Regions from separate parts of the Mus musculus genome. Here region 2 is linked to region 1. A link is a contact called in public promoter capture Hi-C data. All regions are on one chromosome and are shown on one strand. Each heading gives the region's core, a stretch centred on a gene start, on an enhancer-like site or on the middle of the called end of the contact. The rest is flanking DNA. Distances are from core to core; before and after follow the strand shown. Region 1 holds the start of Ankrd60 (ankyrin repeat domain 60). Region 2 overlaps Gm46781 (a long non-coding RNA gene).

Region 1 (6,080 bases), core at 1,515-4,014:
TGGTCATGGCTTGCTTTGAGTTCTGGGGTCCTGATGAAAGCAGGATTTACTCTGTATTTGGGGTTCTCATGGGAGCAAGTCTTGCCATCTGGCTGGGGTTTCTGGTTTTGGAGGAATCTGTGGCAGGATTTGGGGGTCTTTGGATGGACTTGTTTTGGGCAGCTCTGGTTGGTAAGCAACTGGGAGGAATCAGATAGCTCTCCTTGGAGATTTAGGGTCTTGCTAGTGATAGAGTCTGCTCTAAACTTGGGGCTCTGATATGATAGGCTTGGCTAGTTGATATGTATTGAGTTTGGGGGTCCTCGGGAGTCAGGGATGGTTTGAACCTTCATTTCCTCACGGGGACACAGCTGGTGTCAGCTTTGAGGTACTCGTGAGCAAATGGGTGGGGAATCAAAGAGAAGCAAGCTTGACTTCACTCTCTGGGGGTTCTCGCGTGGGCTTGACTCATCTAATCCCTGGAGCCTTTATGAGGATACTTGGGTTGGACTGGGGTCCTGCTGTGCTCATGGGGAGCTTGGAGCTTGAGGGCTGGCTTTCAGAGGTGGACAGAGCTGGGTTTGGATGTGGGTGTCCAGCTGTGGGCAAGGTCCGTGTTGGGATCTAGCATACTTATGTAGACTGGGGTCGGGTGAGTGGTGATAGCTGGGGGGAGGGGTGTCTCAGAGTTGGGTACATAGGCTCTGTGCTGATGCTTGTGATGTGGGTGGAGTCTGCTCTGGGATTCAGGGTGCTGGTGTGGCCAGGGGCAGCTAGAGGATATGAGGGTCAGACATAGCAGTGTGTGGACCGACTGTGGGACCCTGAGGTGGGCAGTTTGTCTCAGCTTCGGTATCCTTGTGTGGAAACAGCCATGGAGGATAGCCAGTCCTGATGGTCATATGTTTTTAGCCTGGGGGACTTGGGGCTCAGATTTGGTCAGGCTTGTTTTGGTTTGGGGTGGGTCCTAAGGTAGGTAAAGGATTGAAGTTTCAGTGTCCTCGTGTAAATGCAGCTGCTATAGGATTTGGGGTTCTGAAGTAGTGAGAGCTAGTCTGAAGATTTTGGGGTTCAGTCTTGGGTAGGTATATCCTGGATTTGGGGGTACCAAGTGGGAAGTATTTGTTTTACTTTTGATATCCTTATGAGTGAGTGGGTGGGGTACTTGGGTTCCTAAGAGACTGATGGCTAGCCTAGATACTTGAGGTTCAAACCTGGGTTCATGTTTGTTCTGGGCTTGGGGTTCCAGGATAAGCAAGGTTCATTTTGAGTTTTAGTATCTCTGTATGCAGAGTTAAGTGAGCAGGCATTTGGGGAGCTGCAGTAGTGGTTAGCCTGAGAGATTTGGGGGTTTAACCTTGAGTAGCTGTGTTCTGGGCTTGGGGTTGTAGGATTGGCAGGTTTTGTTTTGAATTTTAACACCCTTGAGAGAATATACAGTTGGTATGAGTTGGGGGGCGGTGTTGGTAGCGGTTGGTGTGGGAATGAGATCTGGGCACTCAGCTTTATTCTGGGTTTGGGGTTCCAGGAGGGGAAAGTTTGATCTGAGTTCTAGCATCTCTATGTAGACACAGTTGATGGAATCTTGGGGTCACCTAAAATAGATCTGGTCATGCTTGGCCTGGATTTGGGGTTTCCTAAGGTGGGTAGGATTTTGTTTAGTATCTCTGGATAGCCAGTGGGGATGGAGGACATGGGTTCCCGAGGCAGTGGTCATTAGCCTAGAAACCAAGTTCAGTCTTGGTCGACTTTGTCCTGGGTCTTGAGGGTCCCAGGTCCAGATGGCTTCTTCTGTGTTTGTGCAGACATGTATGGACACGGTTGGTTTGAGTTTTAGGGTTGGGGCTCTGAGCTAGTTATTTTCAGCTTGGAGATTTGGGGTTCAATCTTAGGCAGATGTCCTCTGCCTTTGGGGACCTGAGGCCAACAAGGTTTGTCCCAGCTTCTGAAATGCTCGCATAGACAGGCTAACTAGAGAATTTGGTATCCACCACTTAGGGTTTGGTTTGGATCCAGGTTCTCATGGGGGGAAAGGCCTGTCCTCGATTTGGTAGTGGTAGGGTCTACTAAGACCTAGTTTTGTTTCAAGAGTGAAGTCTTAGGTAGACATGGTTGTCTTGGGGGCCTGGGCTCCCTAAGGAAGACAAGAGGCTGCCCAGAAGGTCTTGTGGTTTTGAGAGTTGAGGTTCTGAGCAGCCTGGACTTGCTCAAGGTTGGCAGACCACAGCCTGCGACAGACACAATGCTTGTGAATGAGGTTCACCTATATATTTGGGGTTAATAAGACACCCACCCATGTGCTTGGAGTTAGGAGCCCTTGAGTGGCCAGCGCTCCAAGGGGCCGTTCTAGATGGGGCTCGAGTGGTTGGGTTTGACTTGGTCACCTTGGATTCTCTGGCAGTTACGAGTGTCATGGGGACCCAGGGCAGGAGTGGGCCGGGGGGGGGGGCCATTGAGTGGGAGGAGCTCATGGGGTGCGGGAAGGGGTCGGGCAGGGGCCACCTCGGTCCAGGAAATGCAGCCGCTGCAGGTTGAAGGGGATGCCGACCATCAGGTCCAGCTCTTCTTTGAGCTCCCGCACTGTCATGTCGTTGCGGCAGTTGGCCACGCGGAACAGCTCCCCAGTCTCCTCCAGCTTCACCCGCAGGACATAGACGTCAGGAGTCAAGTCTGGCGACACGGTGGAGGCAAGCGGGTCCCCTGTGTGCCCCCTAACCTGTGCGCGGGCCCTGCTGGAGGGCTGAGTGTGGCGCGCGCCCGCCTTGGGGTCGTCCCCCTGCCGTTTCGGCGGACGCGCGCCCGCCCCCGCCACGTCTGCCGCCCTCCGCATGGCCCGCGTCATCCCGCGCGTCATCGCCGCCCCCGCCTGGGGCCCCCGGGACAGGAGAGGGGCGCCCGCGCTTCCGGAGACTGCTCCCCCCCCCCCCCCCCAGCCTCCTCCGCGGTCCTCGCCAGCCTGCTAGCCCTGTGGGGAACCTCTTGTCTGTTCAGGGCAGTCTGCATGGTTAGGGAGAAACGCTGGGTCCACAGTTTCTAAGGTGGTCGACAGGCTTGCTGCCGTGTGCTTTTAGGAACATAGCAATCCAAGCTAACCTGGGCCACGCTGGAACAGGCAGAGGCTTGGGTGGAAATGGCATCAAACCCGTGTGCCCTGACGTTGTGACATCCTCGGAGGGAGAAAAGTATGGAACACATCTGATGGGAAGGCTAGGCTTAAACCTTTTCAGGGGAAGCTCAAACCGCAGGGTTGGGAGGGTGTAGGCCCTCAAATACCACCAGACCCAAAGCAAGGCCTTTAGGGGCTAGAGGAAGCACCATGGAACGGGCAGGGAGCCAGAACGCCCTTCAAAAACTCTGTTGTTACCACGAACAAAATAGAAGCTTGAAAAATAGTTTGTATAGCAGTTACACAAATTTGGTCTAAGGCATGGTGGTCCAGGCCACCCACTCACTTGGGGGCAGAGGCACATGCAGTTCAAGGTGACATAAAGGGACGGTGGTTTAATCCTTTTATATCAGAGAGGCTCATTCTAAATGATGGATAATTATAATGTGTACAGTGAACAGGCTGGGGTCTTACAGTCTTTCTTTTTTTTTTTTTTCTTTTTTCTTTTTCTGCAGTACTGAGTATTGATCCCAAGGCTCCACCCAGGAACAGAACTCCCCCCCCCCCCCCCAGCAGCTGTCTTGTAGCCACAGTCTTGATAGGAGGCTGGTCTTGTCATAAGTGAACAATTTCATTTCAGTACCTAGATTCTACCTCAGAACACTAAATAGTTATTTTTATCTTTATTATTTGTCTTTTGTTTGTGGGATTTTTTTGTTTTGTTTTGTTTTGTTTTGTTTTGTTTTGTTTTTTGAGACAGGGTTTCTCTGTGTAGCCCTGAGTGCCCTGGAACTCACTCTGTAGACCAGGTTGACCTCAAAATCAGAGATCTGCCTGCCTCTGCTTCCCGAGTGCTCTGATTAAAGGCGTGTGTCATGACTGCCTGGTGTTTTTGCTCTTCTTTCTAGAAAATTATGCTCTATAAAGGATCCAAGATTCTAGCTGAGAATAATTTTCCCTCCTTTTAGACCAACAGACTTGATAAGTTTCCATTACCTGAGCAGTAGAAGCTTGTTTTGCTGCAGAGGCCCTGCAGCGTGCCTCGTGTTCTTACTGTAGACACGCAGCACACACAAAGCGGGACAGCTTCTGGCTTTGTTTTTAATCGTGTGTCTCTAACTTTAATGAATTAACTCTGTGCTACAGTAGCCCAGATGTTGCCTGTGCTGGGTATTTGAGTTCTTTACATTTTTCCTAGTCTCTTTGGCACCGCATAGACGCCTTCCTTTCCTCTTGAATAACAAGATCAATAGAATTTGGGGACCTGCAGGGGTATCCCGTGTAACAGGAAATTCAGTATATGACCTTGAAGTTTGTTTTTAGGAAGAAGCTCCTGTGTCCCACGGGCTCCCCACCACTTCGCTGTATTCAAACCAGAGAACACAGAGCAGGGCAGAAACAGGTCCAGACCCATAATCAAACGTTTACAGAACACAGAATCATTAATTAATGAAAAATGTTTAAACTGTACAGCATCCTTTTGTTCATCTGAAATTCAAAACTAGGAAATCTAAGTTCTGTGTACTTAAGCCAATGTAGAGTACATAACTCCCCAAATCAATGGAATCTGTAGAAAGTTCTCGTTAAAAGTATGGCTTCTTTTCTTATCTTTCTTCTTTCTTTCCTTTTTTCTTTCTTTCTTTTTTATTTTTGAGTCTAAAGTATAACCAGTATCCATGTACCTCAGGCATCGGTCCCTACACCACCCACCGAATCCCTGGACATGTCCACATTAAAGCAACCTTATGACTCTAGCTACTGTCAAAGACCAACACACAGTTTACATTTTCACAGTTTCTGAATTAGGGAAAGGGTGAGGGAAATACCTGAGAGGAGCCAGATGACAGGGGAATAAAAGTTCTTTACTAGGCTGCTTTTACAAGGACACTCCAAAAGTCCCCAGAGGAGCTGCCTCTGCAGCGGTCCCGAAGCAAAACACGATTCAGGTGGCATGTTTACTCTCTGCAGAACCTAGTGTCACATCCATGGGGCTTTCTCCTGTCAAGTTATTTACACGGGTACAGCATTTCCGCTGGAGATAAAATACAGTGCCATAAACTCCATTTTCTGAGAGAGGATGAGGGCAGCAAGCCCAGAAAATACTTACAGGCTTCTACTAGATTACTTTATTGGCAAGGGGAGCTGTATTTATGTTTGGTTTCCTTGAATAGGGTTTTGTTATGTAGCTCAGACATGCCTAGAATTCTCTATATTATGTTTGAACTTTTGATCTCCCTGCTCCAGCCTTCCAGGTGCTAGAATTATAGATGTGAGCAACTGTACCAGGCTCTGAGGGGAGGTTTGAAAAACCAGTCTTTCTAAATAACAAACTGCTGGCCATAGCTCGTGGTGAGGAAGCCTGAGAGCCATTGGTACCTGGACCCACAGCCTCCCTACAAACCCGCCACTGATCAGGTCTGCAGAGGTGGTAAGGACTAGGCTGCCATCACCTGAAAGAAGCCTCATCTGGAAGCTCTTATACAACTAACTAGGTTTTCTTCGAGTACAAGCCACATGTTCATCAGAGGCATCTCTGTGCACCCATCACAGGATGCCAGTTCAAGTCTTCCAGTAGAGTGGTTTCTATAGCATTCTGTATCTTTGGTTCTAAGGAAGCAAAAAAATGAATTATCTTGGTCCTTGTCAGACTGCAGAGCCAGGAGAAACTCCTCAACAACTTCAAGATGATGGTTCTCAGCATTTCTAAAATATGCCAAGGAGAGAAAAGTTGGAGTTCCATGTGCCATGACCTGTGTTGTATAATATATCCTAGTTTTGTTATCTTTTAGGCTATGCCAAGACCCTGGATAAATTTTCCAAAAATAGCCTTGTACCCAAGTCCTTTCAGATGGTAAAACACCTTATTCCAAAAGTATTTCTGAGATTTTAATGGTGGACTGCTAGTAGTGACACCTGCTTTAAAAGTTAAAGTAACTAAATATTTGCATGCCTCTTGCTCTGTAGTTCCTGAGATCTAACATATGTGGGGAGCAGG
Region 2 (6,080 bases), core at 2,318-4,817, 1.0 Mb after region 1:
GAGCAGGCAGAATGCTCCTGCCTCATCGGATCCACCAGCTTTCAGGAGAGCGCGGCAGCCCCCCCCCCCTGCCTGTGGACTGACCACTGAAAGGTGAGAGAGGACTTTGTGATTTCTTTATGCACCTGGAGGTCTGGGGTGCAAGGCCAGGTGAAGGAAGGGCTCTGATGTTTATGCCTGGTCTCTTGTCTCCCAAGCATGATGGATGCCTCTTTCCAACACACGCAGTTGTTTCTGACACAACCCCCCACTCAGGGGCACACAAGAGCTCTGGAATCCAGGGGTTTCTGGGCCCCACCCCCATCCCCCCATCTTCCAGCACAGTCTCCAAGCCCTGAGGTGTGGAGCAATGTGTGAGCCTGCCTTCGCCTTGACCTGTTGATTTCCGACAAAGGCTGCCGGCCCTTCCTCCCTGGAGTGAGCAGTGACCCACACTTTGGGGGCCATATGGAATGGTCTTCCATCCAAGGGGCTTTGGGAAACCTCTTTCCCTAGTGGCCCCAAGCCGGGTAATCAGGAGCAATCAGATCCAGCTGTCCAGCTAATCTGTATGAAATAGGCTTCCTTCCTTGTAGAAATCAACAAAGTTTAAAATAGATGGGACTGTAATCGGAAACGAAGCTATAGAGTTGTATGTGATGTAACGGGCAGGGGTATCCGCATGGAAAATATGAAGTACAAATGACAGGATTTAGGACCATGGGAGCCAGGAAAAGCAATGACTTCCTTGCTTATTAAGCATGTTTATGGGTCGGAGGGTAGCTGAGTGGGACCATCACTTCCGGAAGTGAGACCTCCCAACGCAAAGAAGAGGAGAGTAACAAAGATGGGGAGAAAGAGGAGAGAGAGGGGGCTACTATGGAAAGGGAGAGGGGGGAGAAAGGGAGATAGGAAGTGAGGGAGAAAAAGAGAGAAACTGAGGAAGAGAGAGAGAGAGAGAGAGAGCATAATATACCGCACATGAAAAGAAGGAGCTGCGAGAAGCTCTGGATCCTGTGCAGTCAGAGATGAGTCAGTTGGCAAAAGCTCTATTTTTAGGTTTCCAACTCTGCTCTTGCAGTTTGCCTGGCATTAATTAATGTCACAGGCATGTTCCATACGAGGTTCTGAGGGGCCTTGGCGTGCGTGCTATTCAGACTGGAGGTGTTGGTCTTAAGCACAGATTCTCCGCAAGGCCTTTCAGGCTGGCCTCCGACAAAAGTCTGTCCAGACTCTTCTGCCCTCTGCCCTTGGCCTCTCCGGGTGTATCCGTTAGTGTCTTGGCTCTAGCCCTTCACAGCCTGGCCATTGGCCAAGGGAGAACTACAATGGTTATGCCTTGTTTTTCTTAAAGGAAAGGTTGTACAAGCTGAAATTAGTGTGTGGTTGGGGCCGGGGGCCGGGGGGATGTTGGGTCATGGCTTGGAATAAGAAAGAGAGGCCCTGGGGAACATTTCTAATACTTCAGGAAGAGGGGTACTGGCTCTGACAAGGTCATTTTTATCTCCCTCCCCCCTCAAAGCCTGATTCAGTTTCAAGAGTTAAGTCTGCTCTTCTGAAGAACTACATCAGAGCAGGAGGCCCCTGGCATGGGGCCATGTTTTCCAAGGAGAAGACAGAGGCAGTGGGCAGGTTGAGAATAGGCAGAAGTAAGAATGGATGGGCAGGAGCCATTCATGGTCTGAGGTAACTGCCTCAGTGTATTAACATCATCACAAGACCAATGAGAACACGGTAACCCATCTACCGTAGTCCTGTCTGAAGAGACAAACCACCCTTGTGTTCTCTTCAGTGATCTAGAATATTCTCCCACAGCTGGGACTGAGCCTGAACCGTCCATGGCCGTGACTTACATCAATGGAGGCCAGCACACAGGTTTCATCGGTGAATAAATGCCTTCTGGTTGGCCAATGCAAGGCTAGGTCTCAGATGAACTCATCAGAATAGCGTAAAAATAGCCCCACTGTGCTCAGAGGCATATGAGAGTTCCCTCTGTAGAGTGAAGAAATTGGGAGCACGGAGAAATTCCGATGATCATGGCCAGTTTTACATTCCCAGGCCCTGGGGGAGAATCTCCTTTTCTTAGACTACGAAGCCTCTCTGGATAATGGGCAAATCTGGTTGTGCGCCAGCAGGACACTGACTCAGGTGTGATGTGGTCACCTCCATTCTCCCTTGGCATTCAGATGATTGCATCAAGGACCGTGAGCTATATCACTGTAGATTCATAGGCCTGAGTGTGTTTTAGCCCCTACACACCTCAAGTTCCCTGGCCACTTTCTTTCAGTCCTCCTCTGAAGCACCTTCGACCTAGGAGAAGGGGGCTAGATGGATGCTATAGGCGGGGCACACTGTTCATGAGGGACAGATGCGAAGGACAGGTCTCCATTAGTTATGAAATCCTCTGGTCCCTTCTAGGCTAGCCATACTTGAACCACAGGTACACAGTTACATCTTGGTGAAGCCAAGAGGAAAATGGTTTTTCGAGGTGCCTGGCCTCTGTTGGAGGTCTGACCATAGCATGCCATTAGCAACCTGTGAGAGCCCAAGGGGTTACTTCAGTGCCCCAGCTGCTGTGGATGCTTAGGGTTTAACCATTCACATGGAAGCAGACATGGTGGAAACATATGTTCCCAGAAGGAAGATCTGTCTCATGAAGGTGGTGGGGGCAGGGAAAAGTGATGCCTTGTGTTACGTCATCTTTGCAACTTGCCCGAAGGGTGGGGCCTGCCCAGTGCTACTTTATGGGAAGAATGTGGAGTCTTGTGTTTTAAGTTTTGGATTTTTATCTCTCAATACACTCCATGATCTATCCTCTGGTCTTACCGTACAATTCCTCTTCTTCACAAATCTCGAAGGAAACTGTCACTCTTGGGTGAGCCACATGTTTTCTAATAGTGTCCCTGTTCCCCAGGGTGAAAAGCTTGTCCTGGCAAAGCCCTTAGATGCAGAGCTCTCCCTAGTTACCACACATGGCTCATAGGCAAGCTTGACGGGCGTTCTCTAGTCTTTCCTGGTTCTCAGGTAGCCTAGGATGGTCCGGAACGTGCTACATAGTTGAGAATGACCTAGACAGTCTGATCTTCCTGCTGCCACCTTCTGATGGTGGGATGACAGGTGTGCTATGCACTCTGCAGATCACAAACCCAGGGCCTGATGCATGCTAGACAAGCGCTCTACCAACTGAGCCACACTTCCATCCCTGGCTCCTTCAGTCATGGCTCTGAGGAGCCAGTAGAACTGGGGCTTAACCTCAGATGCTGAGCTCTGCCCCATCCTGCATGGTGCCTAGCTTAGATAAAGACTTAAAGACTGTAATGGAGTAAGTCTAGCATCATACCGAATATGAATCAAGGAAAGCAGAATGCAGCCTGACGGAGAGCTCTCTGTAGATAACCATGGGGCTGGATTCCTGCTCCAGCCCCTGGACTGACACAGCCTGGCCCACATGCAGCCCCCTTCCACCACCAGCCCTCCCGCCCCAAGCTGTAGCCCCTGCCACAGCTTGCCTCTTCCTCTGTGACCTGCCACAGGCCTCACATCCTGTGAGGAGGCCCTAGAAACCAGTTCTGTTGATGAAAACACTCGCGCTCTTCACCACAGGAAGCATGGGCCTCACGTTCACAGTGATAACCGCCCAGTCTCTTCACAGAGAGTAGAGGGGAGCACAGACTAGCTTTGTACCTAGATTAGGAAGCATGTGTTCCCTCCCCTCCCCCTCAACAATTCTCAATTCACCTCACATGAAGCCTCCTGCCCCCCCTGCTTCCTATCCGAGAGTAGGAAGCAGGACATTTGGGAAACAGAGACCATGTCCCCCAGAGCTTTGTAAGAACAGTAAGAAAACAGGATATTAGTAATGACAGGAGCCCCCTGGCCTCGGCCCCAGGTAAGGCGTTTAGATAAAAATCTAGGACACCCGGCTAAATTTTAAATTTCAATTAAACAGTGACTATTGTCTTGATACAAGAAGGTCGTATAGAAGCAGTTCTTCCTAAAACACTACTCAACTGTTCCCAGGAAATATCAATTTAACTAAGAGTCCTGTAGTTTTGAGTTTGTGACAACTAGTCACTGAGGCCTAGGGAACCGACTTCTTCACCCAGAGGCCGTTCTGAGCCCTGTGCTGCAAATCAAGAGCTCCCTCCATGCAAGCAATACTTCACTCTGGACATTTTACATCGGGAGTTTTTGTACAGAGCTGTCTTGGTATGCATTGTCCAGAGGAGAAACTGAGGCTGTGAGGCTGTGCGAGTTGCTGAAGTGATCTGATCTGATCTGCCAGCTCCTAGACCGTCTCCATGCGTAGTACTCACTGGCAGTGGGTGGGCGAGCGGCGGCGCCAACTTCAGAGAGGCAGTAATAACAGGTTAGCTTGGGAAAGCTCTGTGCAGAGATGGGAAGGGTTGTGTCAACACATGCAAATTATATGCAAATACACTTGGCCCTCCTGGCAGGCTCACCTAGGTGGGAGATCCATGAGCAGTCCCCCATTGCCCATGGGCTTCTAACAGGGGCAAGGGTAACAGGTTGATAGCCCCTTGTGTTCCCAGCGCACGTGGGCTGGGGTGAGTGCACACCCGAGTTCTCGTGTTCTCTCTTCTCGGATGTGGATGTGAGGGGGCTGGTGTGGAGGTGGATACATGAGGCTATGGGGCGTGGTGATGTGTGCGTGACCTGCCACCTTGATCTGTGTATTCCCAGCAAGCCACAGGGCTCCTGTCTCCTCAGATAACCTCCTCCAAAGCTTTGGTGTTGCTCTATGGAGAGAAGGAAGCATCCCCTTGGGACTGTGTCTACTGAGATGCCCTAGGACCAGAGAGAGTCCTTGGAGGATAATCCTTTTCTCAACAATACTACAATTAGCATTGATGCTATACCTGGCCCTGCGGCTAATGCTGTGTACTTAATTATCCAGGCCTGGGGTTTGTGTTGCCCTGAGGAAATTCAGTGGGTAGGTAGAGTCACTTGACCACACTTAATGGCAAAGTAAGCAGAGAACAAGTCCACAGCTGCTCCATGTTGGCCAGGTATCTTACCAGGAGCAGAAGAGTAAGCCATGCTGCATCCCGGTATGGACTCCCCACAGAAAGAAGATTCCATTGGGAGTTTATGTTAGTTGTGACAAAGGTTTTGTGCTTTTAGAGTTGGCATAGTGTGTTGGGAGATATTCTCCTGGGCAGGAGGCTGGGCTGAGGAGACAGCCAGGAGAGTAGCCTTCCTGGCTTTTCCACCTGGAAGTATGGGGGAAGGTCTCCACCAAAAGTCAACCTTACTTTTCTGAAAGTAAGAAAATGAGCCATGAAGCCTGAACCCATACTCTTCCTTGCTGAACCCTTGCTGGCTGGTTTAGGGCAAATGACTTTACAACTGTGGGCTTCCTGTCTTCATTTGTGAAATGATATATTTGGTAAGGTGCTTCTGTCCCACGTAGAGGTCTCACAGGCATATCATTAGCTGGTCATACTTATTAGTGTATCGATAAAAAGGGTGTCTCTCTCCTTTGAAGATCTTAGAACCAATCTAAGTCCACTGCGACACAAGTCAGGTAAGGATTCACCTAAGAAGCTATCACAGATGTGATGTTGGTAGAGTTTGGGATATGGAAAAACTTCTAGCTGGAAGAGAATGCTTAGGGCCTTGAGGAAGTGGCCCTTGGGTTCCACCATGTGTGTGTGTGGGGGGGGGGTAGGCTTTGACTATGTGAATTAAGAAAAGAATGGTAGTTCCAGGTAAAAGGGACAACATACAATTGGGAAGGAGAATGTGTAAGAGGACAAACCACTGTTTGACTGGAAAGTCCACTTATCCATTCACCCATCCATTTACCCAGGTATCCATTCAGTTATTCACTCACTTATCCAGTCATCCATCCATCTACCCATCCCATAATCTACTCATCCAACCATCCATCATTTACATACCCCTCTATCATCCATCCATCCTTCCACCCACCCACCTTTCCATTCATGCATCTACCCAATAACACATCCTCGTCTGGTCATGAGTGTGGAATAGGTAAGAGATGCTGCCCCATGGAAACTAAGTAACAACACATTTAATAATCACCACTGTGATGGGGACCTGGGAACCTGAGGTGG

The links. Promoter capture Hi-C pulls out the DNA fragments that hold promoters and counts their contacts.
Region 2: a promoter capture Hi-C map of pre-B cells shows a contact between it and region 1, with 5 times the contacts expected there. The contact joins the enhancer-like site here to the promoter of Ankrd60 in region 1. A contact is called at or near these places in 16 of 39 promoter capture datasets (the 3T3-L1 cell line, 3T3-L1-derived adipocytes, the C10 cell line and 9 more), 1 of 115 datasets of contacts at active chromatin or transcription factors (thymic regulatory T cells) and 2 of 9 other capture datasets (embryonic stem cells and liver).

The regions. Positions count from the first base shown.
Region 1 is chr2:173,575,509-173,581,588 of GRCm38.p6, forward strand. Ankrd60 (ankyrin repeat domain 60) reads right to left here and starts at 2,765. Exons shown (of 4, transcript NM_027303.2): 1 at 2,482-2,765. The coding sequence starts at 2,566. It also overlaps the pseudogene Ppp4r1l-ps.
Region 2 is chr2:174,598,909-174,604,988 of GRCm38.p6, forward strand. It overlaps Gm46781 (a long non-coding RNA gene), which reads right to left. Exons shown (of 2, transcript XR_003953979.1): 2 at 3,904-4,365. It also overlaps a transcript of Zfp831 not described here. Among named protein-coding and RNA genes, the nearest start is that of Gm46781, 5.1 kb to the right of the region's middle. Within about 2 kb of position 3,568, at least 105 of the 459 cell types and tissues checked have an H3K27ac peak or open chromatin away from gene starts, as enhancers often do. A contact at or near this core is called in hematopoietic stem and progenitor cells, pre-B cells and thymic regulatory T cells, where this site is marked.